Linked DNA regions of Drosophila melanogaster: region 1 is linked to region 2. The links are chromatin contacts, called in public Hi-C maps. All regions are on one chromosome and are shown on one strand. Each heading gives the region's core, a stretch centred on a gene start, on an enhancer-like site or on the middle of the called end of the contact. The rest is flanking DNA. Distances are from core to core; before and after follow the strand shown. Region 1 overlaps Gprk2 (G protein-coupled receptor kinase 2). Region 2 overlaps wts (warts).

The links. A called contact is a pair of places that touch in the nucleus more often than the background predicts.
Region 1: a contact with region 2 is called in a Hi-C map of the Kc167 cell line, with 3 times the contacts expected there. The contact joins two enhancer-like sites. A contact is called at or near these places in 1 of 107 Hi-C or Micro-C datasets (the Kc167 cell line) and 1 of 6 datasets of contacts at active chromatin or transcription factors (the Kc167 cell line).

What each region holds. Positions count from the first base shown.
Region 1 is chr3R:31,418,105-31,423,589 of dm6, forward strand. All of the region lies in intron 2 of Gprk2 (G protein-coupled receptor kinase 2), which reads left to right. Among named protein-coding and RNA genes, the nearest start is that of PNPase, 15 kb to the left of the region's middle. Within about 2 kb of position 2,422, at least 23 of the 39 cell types and tissues checked have an H3K27ac peak or open chromatin away from gene starts, as enhancers often do. A contact at or near this core is called in the Kc167 cell line, where this site is marked.
Region 2 is chr3R:30,797,892-30,803,631 of dm6, forward strand. wts (warts) reads right to left here. Exons shown (of 8, transcript NM_170524.2): 2 at 2,147-3,072. The coding sequence starts at 2,269. Among named protein-coding and RNA genes, the nearest start is that of wts, 5.9 kb to the right of the region's middle. Within about 2 kb of position 2,905, at least 13 of the 39 cell types and tissues checked have an H3K27ac peak or open chromatin away from gene starts, as enhancers often do. A contact at or near this core is called in the Kc167 cell line, where this site is marked.

The DNA.
Region 1 (5,485 bases), core at 1,172-3,671, 620 kb after region 2:
CAACTGCAACACCAGCACCACGACCTACTCACAGCAAAAACGTACAAGAAGGAAAGAAGGAATAAAAAGAGTGGTATTCTCTTACAATATGTTTTATGGCATAAAAGGTGTGGCCATTCATATCAAATATAAAGTAGTGTTGTTTAACGTTATTTTTGTAGGTTGAATAGTATATTCCAACAATAATTAAAAGCATTTATTAGCTTGTGTAACACTTAATGCGGCAGGAAAAGAGATCAAAGAAGTGGACTGTTTTTATAGTTTTAAATACCTCAACCTTGAAGCGCATTGATTTTGGAGGAGACAACATCGGGACATCGACGAGGACCTTGGTGTCATTAGGGAACATTGAAATGGAAATTTCGATATCGTGCTGATGGAGAATCGCTTTACGTGCTCCCAATGCATTTATGATGGCATGCAACACAAAATAAAAAACAAAAAAAACAAATGCTTGTTGTTGTTTCGCTGATTGATAAATGTAAAACTTGAAAAACAAAAGGCAGAGGGCGATCGATTTCCGATTTGTTTGGCTTTCGATTAGGAGGAGACGGAGTTTTATACAAATCGGACGTGGCTTTTTTGGCTTTTTGTATCAGCTGCAATTGCGACACGAGGTCTGTGTGCTGTGCTCATGTATGTAGATCCAAACGACTTGGCCGGCGAACGGTCATTCATAAAACCGCAGCAATGGCCAACGACAAGCTTTTTACGCAATCGGCAGCCTTGTGCCAAAAAATAATACTAGTAATAATGCGCAAAAATAATAATAATAAATAAGTAGAAACAAGCGCTGCGGGCGGGCGGAGATACATCGCTGAATTGAAAATAAAATGCCTCAAGTTTCCATTAAAATCGCATGCACTTTGTGTTGAAAAATCAATTAAAAGCGCCGGCCGTCGCTAGCAATTAATGCAAATGGCCAGAAATAAAACTAAATTAAGAGCTCTGCGAACTCGAATGAAATGTAAACATGCAGCGGATTCCGATTCGGATTCGGCATACAAAACTGCGGCAGTAATAAAATATTATTTAAGAATATTTAAAGCGGGCGCTCCTAATATTTGCACATGATAAATGTATTTCTGGAAAATGGAACAAATGCACAAGCTATTTGTATTTGTGCAGCCAGCAAATGCAAATAGTCGACTGCAGATGAAAATCTCAATCATTTAAATCAATAAATTAAAATTGGCAACGGAAAACCAGCCGAATGGTGGTCGAATATTCGGAAAATTGTGAGTTTGAGTGATTGGAGCTTTCAGTTGTCTAATATTCAATATACAACGTGTTTCGCTGCTGCACGGAAAGTAGGGCGAAATGTGTGGAAATAAATTGAATGATTCCGACTTTCAGCACATATTGTATGTGTGTATGTTTTTTGAAATCGAAGGACTCTAAAGATTTATGCTATGCATAACTGCCATAGTTGAATGGTTGTTGTTCGGAGACAAGTATCGCTTGGAAAGTCCAAGAATATTGAAACACTCACGTGGGAGCTTGGAAAAAAAAAACTTGTTTCTGACAAGGCGGCGCTTGGACTTGCTTAGACACTTCGGAATGGAATGATTAAATGAATGTTTATGCAGCGATGTGGTGAATGCTGTCGATTCGAAATGACGTCACTGTGACGTCAAGCACAAACCGCTTTTATTTTATTTATTTTTTGTTCGCCGTTCCTCCTTGAATTAATAGCAGGTGGTGGGGGCAAAACGGGGCCGGCGGCAAATGCCAAATTAAAACATGTACACAATGTCAATAATACATCGTCATAGTATTCAAATGAAGTTTGACAGACACACACAGAATGGCAGAAAGAGTAGACACAGGTGGCCTTATTTTATTCACTCCTATTCAGCCCAGTGGTAGGAGCCAAGTTGCGGACTTGGTCAAAGCAAAGCGCGAGCCTTGGCCATTATTGCTACCATGTGTATGTGGGTGGGTTGGCCATTGGAGCCGCCCGCCATCGCCGTATTTATATCTGTCTGTCTGGCCAAAGCAAATAATCAAATAATTTGTCAGGTTCAAGACCAGATGATCAGCTTGATTTGCGGGCTAAATGGGGAAAAGGGGATTGTATTAAAAAAGCAATTTATTTCCATTCTTCAGCTTGCTGCTGGAAATAATATTATGAAAAACCTGGCTTGGCATGCTAATAAATTATAAATCCTTTTTCACACTCAGCGCTGAACTAAAAATAATAGCCTAATGTCGTAAAAATATTTATTTAAATAACCAATTATTCATAGCAGCTCGCTCGTCGTCCAGCAACAACGTTTTCAATTACATTTGCCAATGGTTATAATTAAAACAGCAGCGAATTATTTATTGCGCCCATTATTTTTTGGTTTGCTGCGGTTTACACGGCCGTGTTTACGTTTTAATGTAATTACGCTCATTATTATGTAATAGAAAACAAGTCGGCTGAGAAAATCACAACGCAAAGGCGATTTCGCAAGCGGACCACGGCGGTTGGAACGGAGCCCCCCATATCATTATCATCATCATCCGCATCATCATCATCATCATTATCATCATCATCATCATCATCATCAGCATCGGGGGATCTGTCGCCGCCGTTGTTGTTTCGTTTTTAGTTGTTTCCCAACTCATCCAAGGTCTCCCATTAGAATAAAGAATACAGAATCGCTGAGCCTCTGCCGCTGCCCCGCCCCCCCAGGCCGCTCCGCCCCAATCCGCATGAATGGAAGGCTTGACGCGAAGTCGTCTGGAATGTATGGCAGCTATCACGAATGAATGGAACTGTTCAAAGCGGCAACAATAACAATAAGCATATACAAATTCCAGTGCCATATTGCGGCGATCAAATGAGGCGAGCGAACAGTCAGCGTCATGCGTGTATGGCTGTCAAGACCATAAATATTTACGCAGATCGAGATCGAGATCGTGAAGGGAGATATGGAGCAGGAGCGAATGGTTCGGGTCAGTACGCTAAGTTAGACCAAATTAGAGAACCAATAAACTTCTTTTATAGCTCAGCGTTTTTATGACATCTTTCTGAATTCAGAGGAAAAGAATGGCCAAAATGTTCTTAATTCTCGTGATTATACTAATACTAAAATCTGATTGCTCGAAAAGGTTAATAAATCAATTTGTCTGCGATTCGTTATCAGTGGGCTTGTTGGCCCAGTTTTTCGCATGCGCAGTCCTTGATCCACATAACACCTTCAGATAAATGCGCCTTCGAAAGTGATTCATCAGAAGTCACACCTTCATCCGCCATCCGCGATTCGCACACCCACTCCGTCGGAAATCTGTGCATATCTACATGGATTGGATATTTGACTTTGACTGCCTATGGCCCAATTGCGTTTGTCGTGCTTCGATAATTTTCGCACCATGCAAATTGGGGAGCTAGTTTATTGCGATTTCAAATGATTGCTTTTTGCTTTTGTCTTCCCTCTACTCCTGCTATTTGTCTTACTCTTTGCGCTGACACTTTGTTGCCGCGCACTTCTAATTGTATTTTTCAATAGGACAATCGCGAGTGACTCAACGCCCAGTGCAATCACAAAAGAACGAAATTGTCACATGATTATCATATGATGTGGCTATACACGTCTGCGATTTTCATGGGGGTTATACAAGTCAATCGCTGATTGCTCGCACCTAATGAGCTTCCATCCATTCCAGCTTCCTTTGGCTTTCCGCTTTTGTTTTTCATGAAAAGCTGGATAAGGCAAGGCCAATGACTTTTCCTTCAAGGCGTCACTGGAATATTTAAGTTGCAACTCCCACCGAAAAAGCGGAAAAAATTCAGCTCAGGAACAGTTTGATGTCCTGTTTCTGGTTACTGGTCCGGGTTCGGGTCCTTAGCCCTTTCTGGCAACTTATCCTGACTTGTGTTTGCCAGGCTGTCGCTCCCTCGACTCCGACTGCCTTTGGTTTTCGCTGCTTTCGCTTCTTTTGTGCTGCATACAAAAGATTTGGCTCGCCCGTTGTTGTTTCCTTATTTTTATGCACTGGGTATTTGCAGGGTATGCCAGCGGGATTTGAGCCCGAAGATCTTGAGCTCAAAAGGTTCCTGCAGAGCACTCAAAATCCACTTGCGGGGCATTCGCTATTCGCATAACCCCACGCTTTTAATTTATTCGAATTTTTTCCCCCATTTTGTGTTTATTTGCAAGAATTCTCCCTTATTTTCCAGCTAGGGTGCAGACGAACGATATGTATGTATGAGTATGATTTTGGGAGGGTGTTTACACACTCGCCATTGAAATGCAGCCAAGCATCTCTGGAGCTGCGAAGCTTCCGCTGCATAAATATTACGCTACTCATGTGCATTCAGCATTCTGTGCAATTTATTTCATTTTACTGCCAACTGCCAGCTCGAACTTCAGCTTCAACTTCAACTTCAGCTTCTGCTCAAATTTTAATTCTCGGCGAGATTTTTCGACGAACATTTCATACCTTACTTGTCTCGGCTCACTTGGTAAGCCGGACATGGAGTGGTCTTCTCTGTTTGCTGATTAGCAGCTGGCAGACATATGCCCCGCCATTCCCAGCCCGAATGCATTTCGACCCTCTTATGCTGTTGGCCAAGTTAGAAAGTTGCCCAATCCTGATTTTGTCATTGGTCGAAAGTTTGTTACCGAACTTTAATTGCAGCTAATTGTTGTGTTGACAAAACAAAACTTCTAATGAATGAGGAATTCTCAAAAGGAGGAATATGGCAATAGCCCCCCCATAGAGTGAAATCCCTTTTAGGAAGTTTCAAAGCTGCTAGTACTTGTTCTATTTGTGTTTAAAGACTTAAAGATTTAAATAGAAACCATTTTCGTGCAATTGTTTTGCATGAGTAGTGGTTGCAATTGTGGCTGGTAAAACCACCAGTATCATACTTTTTAAGTACGAAAATCATTAGAAACTTTGCAATACACATACATTCCTCTTCCTTCCTAATTGTATTGATTTTCAAAGGGGCGTTTGGTCATTCTCTTTAACCAGATTTATGCACTAACGTTAGCCCCTGGCCAATTATGGCTCCTGCCCTCCGATGACCTCGACTTCTGGGCGTGGCAGTGCATGGTGCGATGCTAATAAGGAGTGCAACAAAGTTGGCCAAAATGGCGTCAATTGGGTGCAGGGAACATGGCCGTTGGCATAGTCCCAAACCAATTTATCCAGGCCATTAGTCGATGCTGTAATTTCTGCTTGGAATTTGCCAAATGCTAATTAGCTTAGTGTCACCGCAAATAATTCAAGCGAAAATTCATTACTAAACTAAATAGTTAAGATTTATGCGCACAACAATTTTTGTGGGTTGTTTGAATTGTGAATGAGCTGGCTATTATAAATGTATTTGTTATCTTTAAGTTATTACGCTACTCCTGAAAATTCCCTGCTGTTTAGTTTGTGATTTTTTGGGTTTTTTCACGAAAACAATTCAGAAATTTATTTGTTTGACGTATGGTGGGGTTATCTGATAATTTGTGTCGCATTTAAAATTCGAATTCCAAGAAAG
Region 2 (5,740 bases), core at 1,655-4,154:
ACCATCGTCCAAAGAGCAATGCCAATGGCACCGCAATTGCAGCACTAAATTGGCCTGTCCCAACTGGCCGCAGTCATAACAATTAGCCAGCTCCTCGCAGGCATATGTTTTATGGCCAAAACCTGAGCACGCCCATCGCCTGGATTAAGAGAAAACTCCGCCTCCCTGCTTCCACGGAGCCTCTGGAATTTCGTTCGCTCGCCTGATCCTCGAGAGCGAATCCAAAGAGCCGGGAACATAATTTACAGGCGCAGCAAACAGTAGCTGGCAAGTGGAGGTCGTAAAACTTTAAATTGATGACCCGTCAGATAATATTTAAGAATTTTTATGTCCTCAACCCGCGACTCCTTTCTGCGCAGCCATTTCGCATTTCTTAAAGCCCGTTTCGGAACTTTGGGCATTGCAGCGATTGAAATCTTTAATAGTGGCTTAAAGGAAATGCTGACAGCGGAGCACTCATCGAAATGGGTTAGTCATCCAAACCGCCGGCTATGGGAGTCGTGAATTATTGAAAAGACACTCACTCTCTTAAAAAACATATGAATAACCATAAACAAGTCATTTCCTAGATAGTTACAGTCTCTTCAAAAAGAGTAGCATTATACATACGTTGGAAATCAGTATAGGCAATAAAGATTCAGGACACTCTATTAACTGAGAATCCTTGCAAGAAATGAAGCATTTGGGATCGAGGAGAAGATATCCAGTTAAGAGGCATAATTGCAGACTTTATTGCTGAAACCTTCAACCGACCATTAGTCATTCGGGCGCTGCTGTGCAATCTTTTGGGGAATTTTGGGCATTCATTGAAATCAATAGCAACCCACTCATCAATTGGCTTGGAATATATCTACATATATACACATATTCCGATCGGATCGTTTGAGTTCACAGTGTGACGTCAATGCCAAGAATCCAGGGCGATCGCGTGCACGCACACTTCAAAGCTCTGAAGATCGTCTCGTGTGTGTGTGATCTCGATTCCGTTCTTTCTACACGGAAAAAAGAAAATTCATTTTGCAATGGCAGTAGCTCGACTCTTGTCCCTCTGCCGCTGGTCACCCATCCCACCCACTCAGAAGGCAGAAGGTCAATTGCACTTCGGCTGGCAGTTTATTAATTTGGCTTATTCATATATACATATAGCTCGTCTAGCTATTTGATTTTCAGCCAGGCTAATGGCCAACTCCCGTGGCTGAGTTTCCCACAGCTGACTGACCAACAACCAACCAGCCACCCACCACCCAGTCCGCCCACCTGATGACCTTGTGCAAACTCGCGCGCGCAGGTGAAAAGTCTGCGGCTCGTGCCAGTTTCTAAAATTAAATCTTACGTTAGTGTTGGCAGAAGAGAATTTCGGTTGTAGATCCCAGGCACACTTAATTGATTTAACTATATAATAATTTAACTGTATAAAAGCTATAAAATGAAGTATCCACACGTTTCCACGTCTCGCAACGAAAAGCACCCACTCTTTTCGAAAGATATATGTATATTGTTCCTTTGTGGCTGGCATTTATCTGGTTGTTAGTTAGTTTTAATAGTTGTCTTCTTTGCCTGCCTTGTGTCGTCTTGTGGTTGTCGCATCATTTGTCGACCGACCATAAAAACCGTGATAAGCGTTTAATGGCATAACTTCCACGCGAGAGCCAAGACGATCCTAAGTAGCATGGAGCCGGACTAAGCCGAGATCTACCATGATGAGCTCTGAGTGGCACGAAGCTAAACGGTTATTTAAATTCCTTAAGCCTGTTCTGCAGCTCGAATCGAGCATTCGGGTGAGTCAAATGTGGAGATACTTTTGGAAAACGACTAAAAATCGAATCTATGCTATGCTTCAATTTGAATTAAGTCTCAAGAACTTGTGAATAAACTGATAGTTCGCATATCTAGTTTTGGTTTATCAACTGCTGTTGTGTTAACTGAATGGAAGATCTGTATTCAACCCATTCATCATTTGATAAGATCTACAATCTGATTCGCATAACATACTAGCAAATGCATGCAAATTTATGCCACACTGATTGTAGTGAATCTTTTGCAGTTTGCTAAAGAATTTGCGGTGATAAGAGGTACTGATTAAACCAGGAAGAAACAACCCCACATACATATATATCAAGCTATGTTACACAATATATATATTTACCTGATTATTCCTATGGTTATTTTGTACTTCAAATCGGGTTAGGTCCTGCTTGATGCTCTCGAGGGCTTCCGCCGTGTATTTATCATTGGGGCGACCGCCCCTTTTTTCGCCCGCTGGATGCATGATGCTGCTGCTTCGCCCTGTGGCATTTAGCACTCATATCACAGAAATGCTCCGCACACTAACACTCGCACAGCACAGCACAGCACACACACACACACACGCACACACACTGGGGCACATCGGCGGCCGGGAATTTGATTTGGCTCTGCCTCTCTACGATTATTATTATTTTTATTATTATTTAATTGGTTGTTTTGTATGAAATAGATGCTTTACTTGTTTGTCTGGCGATGCCGACACCACCTTTTTGCCTTTGAATATCTATATCTGTGGCGAGACTACAACGAACTAAGGCGCGGGTTTTAGGATGCTTTATTATCTCGATCTTGATATTGTTGCTCTCAATAAAGATAATTGTGTTTGCACTGCTCTTTCTCGCGGTGTAGGCTTCTGCTTTGTTTGTCGTCGGATTATTTATCACTCGCGCCGGGAATTCTTCCACTCGCATTCGCATTCGCATTCACATTCACATTTGCATTATAAGAGAAACCCCCCTCCCTTTCGCCTATCCAGCATTCATTTGGCATGTAAATACTGCTCCCCGCATTTCATTTGTATTTGTATTTGTTGTTCTTCCGATTTTATTCCTCTGCTTTATCAGAGATTCTGCGCCAGCCGCAGACACACAATTCAAATTCAAAAATAGTTGGCAGATCCGAATAAAAGTCGCAGGCGATGAATGAATTCCATTTGAATATCTGAATACCAAAATATTAGTTGATTTTAATTTGATTTGAGCCGATTCTCGACCACTCGGAATCTTAATTGATCCTACACACGAATCGATGGCGGCCAACTTGGAGCTGAAAATAGACGAAAGACGGGGGAGTCGGGTGAGAAAATTGATCAAACGAAAATTGTCACACGCTCAACGTTAAATACAAAATGCTAAATGCCAAATGCCAAATGCCACATGATGGAATCAAGCTTTTCAGTCGCCTCCAAAGTGACAAATTCATTGGGTTCACACAAACTGAACTTGATTACAGTGGTTCCGAGAAACCATTAAGAGAAAATGATAAATATAATATATTATATATCTCTGTTTAATAGCATTATTTATATGGAATTCCATAGTGGATCTTTCAGAAACATTAGCTACCTCGCCGCTCAAAAATCTATCCAAATTTGCAGCACTATGTTGTCCAGTTGATGGGTTTGTCGGCCCATTCGAGTGCCAGCGACGTGAGTCACCGCCGATCGTGGGTCTTAAAGAGCTGCCGGAAAATCCACACTCATTGTTCGTAATGACCATCGCGACTCGTGGAGGAAGTGCTTTCTTTTGCATGCCTTTTGCCAGTGATTTTGGGGCCCAAACTGCCACCAAGTTGCAGCAGATCGGGGGCAAAATGCAATGCGAAAAGGTGGGGGTGCACATAAATTATGCTCTTATGTCATGTTTCGAATTCTGGGGAAATGTAAACGAAACAAAAATCCCCCGGCAACGCAAAAACAAACCCAATTTTATGACGAACCATTAAGTTCACACTATATGCGTGTATCCATATGTGTGTGTGTGTGGGGGGGGAGGTGGAGCTCGAGGGGAGCGGAGGGAGTGGCGTGCGCACCTGACTATGAAATAGCCATCGACAGATAGATGTGTAAACAAACACGGAATTTCGCCGAATTTGTGCCAAGTGCAAATGAGGAAGGGAAACGCAGCGGTTGATCGAAGTGCATGATACCCTGCAGGAGGGAATACTATCCAACTATACAGATTCGATTGCATTCTAATGAATTTGTTCTATTCCATTTTGTATTGTCGGTTGTATCTCGAATATTTGTTGGCCTAGAACAGCAGTGCCCCCATATTGATGGCTTCATAAAGTTGGCGCACCGAACAGTTGACATGCCTTGCAGCACACTCGTGTCCACAAATATGTGTACATACATATATCCGGAGATAATGAGCCATGGACATCTGCCGACATCCAAAAACACTAATGACTCGGTGCCTTGATCCGCAAACAGCGTTTTGATTGCCCTGTAAATTCAGTCGAACATAAAAAGCTGGGAGCCACGAAATGGCAAGGCGAAACATGAGTTTTAATTATTCTGTTGACAAAATTGTATTGTTGTTTTGCTTCTTTACTTTAATTCCGCTCTATTAGCTTTTGCCAAGGAATGCGAATTTGGCCGGGGTTGAGCACACAAGCCATAGATGATAACAAGTCGCCGGAGCATATGGATCCCGGGTGGGTAAACATCTCGGCCCCACGCGCCAAATCCGAGTGTCAACAGAGATCGGCCCTGGCGGACTATATAACTATGGTGGCTATATGTTTGTATATATGTAGATATGTTTTGGTGCCAAGTTGGGAAACATTCGCATTCCACGCATACCGCTCAGTATTTTTGCGCAAATAGACGGCCGGATTGTGTGCTCGTAGTATCCAATAACTAATTAACAATCCAAACATCCAATTCACTTGCAATCCACGCCAGTCTGCCCCCCCTTCCCCTCTCCACACCCTCCTCCAACGCACTCTGCTGAAATATTTTGATTTAGATGCGTTATTAAGCGGCTACGCCATGGGAATCTTTAATTGTTTAATTGCGTCCAAAGTTGTGCCTCCACATGAAAGGGCGAGTGCCGCTTCGTATCTAAAGCGATATCTAAATGGCTTTTATTTCCTATTTTCGCTTAGGCAGAATTTCACATTTAGCATTAATTGAGATAGTTGATGGCTCGTTAGTTTTACACATTTTCCAAATCTCTGGAACTCATATTTACCCCTTTTTTTCGAGCTGTGTAACGCTTTTCTGGAGCAATAGACTCTAATCACTTTCGCAAACTAGGACTGCATATTTACGTTGTTCAGATTGCGTTTACTTTGACACCTGTAAGGTGTTTAATCACCTGAGAACTACACTGTGTACACAGATTTACTAAAAGCTGCATGTATCTTTGGGATTAACTTAATTGCCATTTTGTAACCACATTTTGACTTGGGTTTACTTTTTCAGAAACTACAAAGTCTCACTTGGTTTTTCTTACGTGTTTTTCACACTGAAAATAGACTGTTGTTTATACTAATTTGTTTAGAAATGTGATTTTGACCCATAATCTACCTTCAACTTTGATAACTTATCACCCGATAGATTACGAAAGCGTAGTAATGAACCACAGATCCCGAAATCCCAAGGGAATTACGGGCCTCCAAATGAGAGCGAGCGAGAGCGAGAGAGGGAGTGAAAGAGGAAGAGAGAGAATCACGCTGCAGGGGGCAAACACTCACACACGCACACACAGGCAGGCGAAGAAGTGTGCGACGCGTCAGGGCAGAAGATAAAAATAGTATTAGTTGCTGATTATTATTGCAAAAATGCGCATTCCACAGCCTGCTGAGAAGAAGATCAGAGGCGGAAAAGGGGAGGCAGCAGGCGGAAAAAAGGGGGCGGGTCGGCGGCTGCTGCTGGGTCGCCTTTGCTCTTGCTCTCTTTCTCCCGCTCGCTCTCCATCTCTCTGTT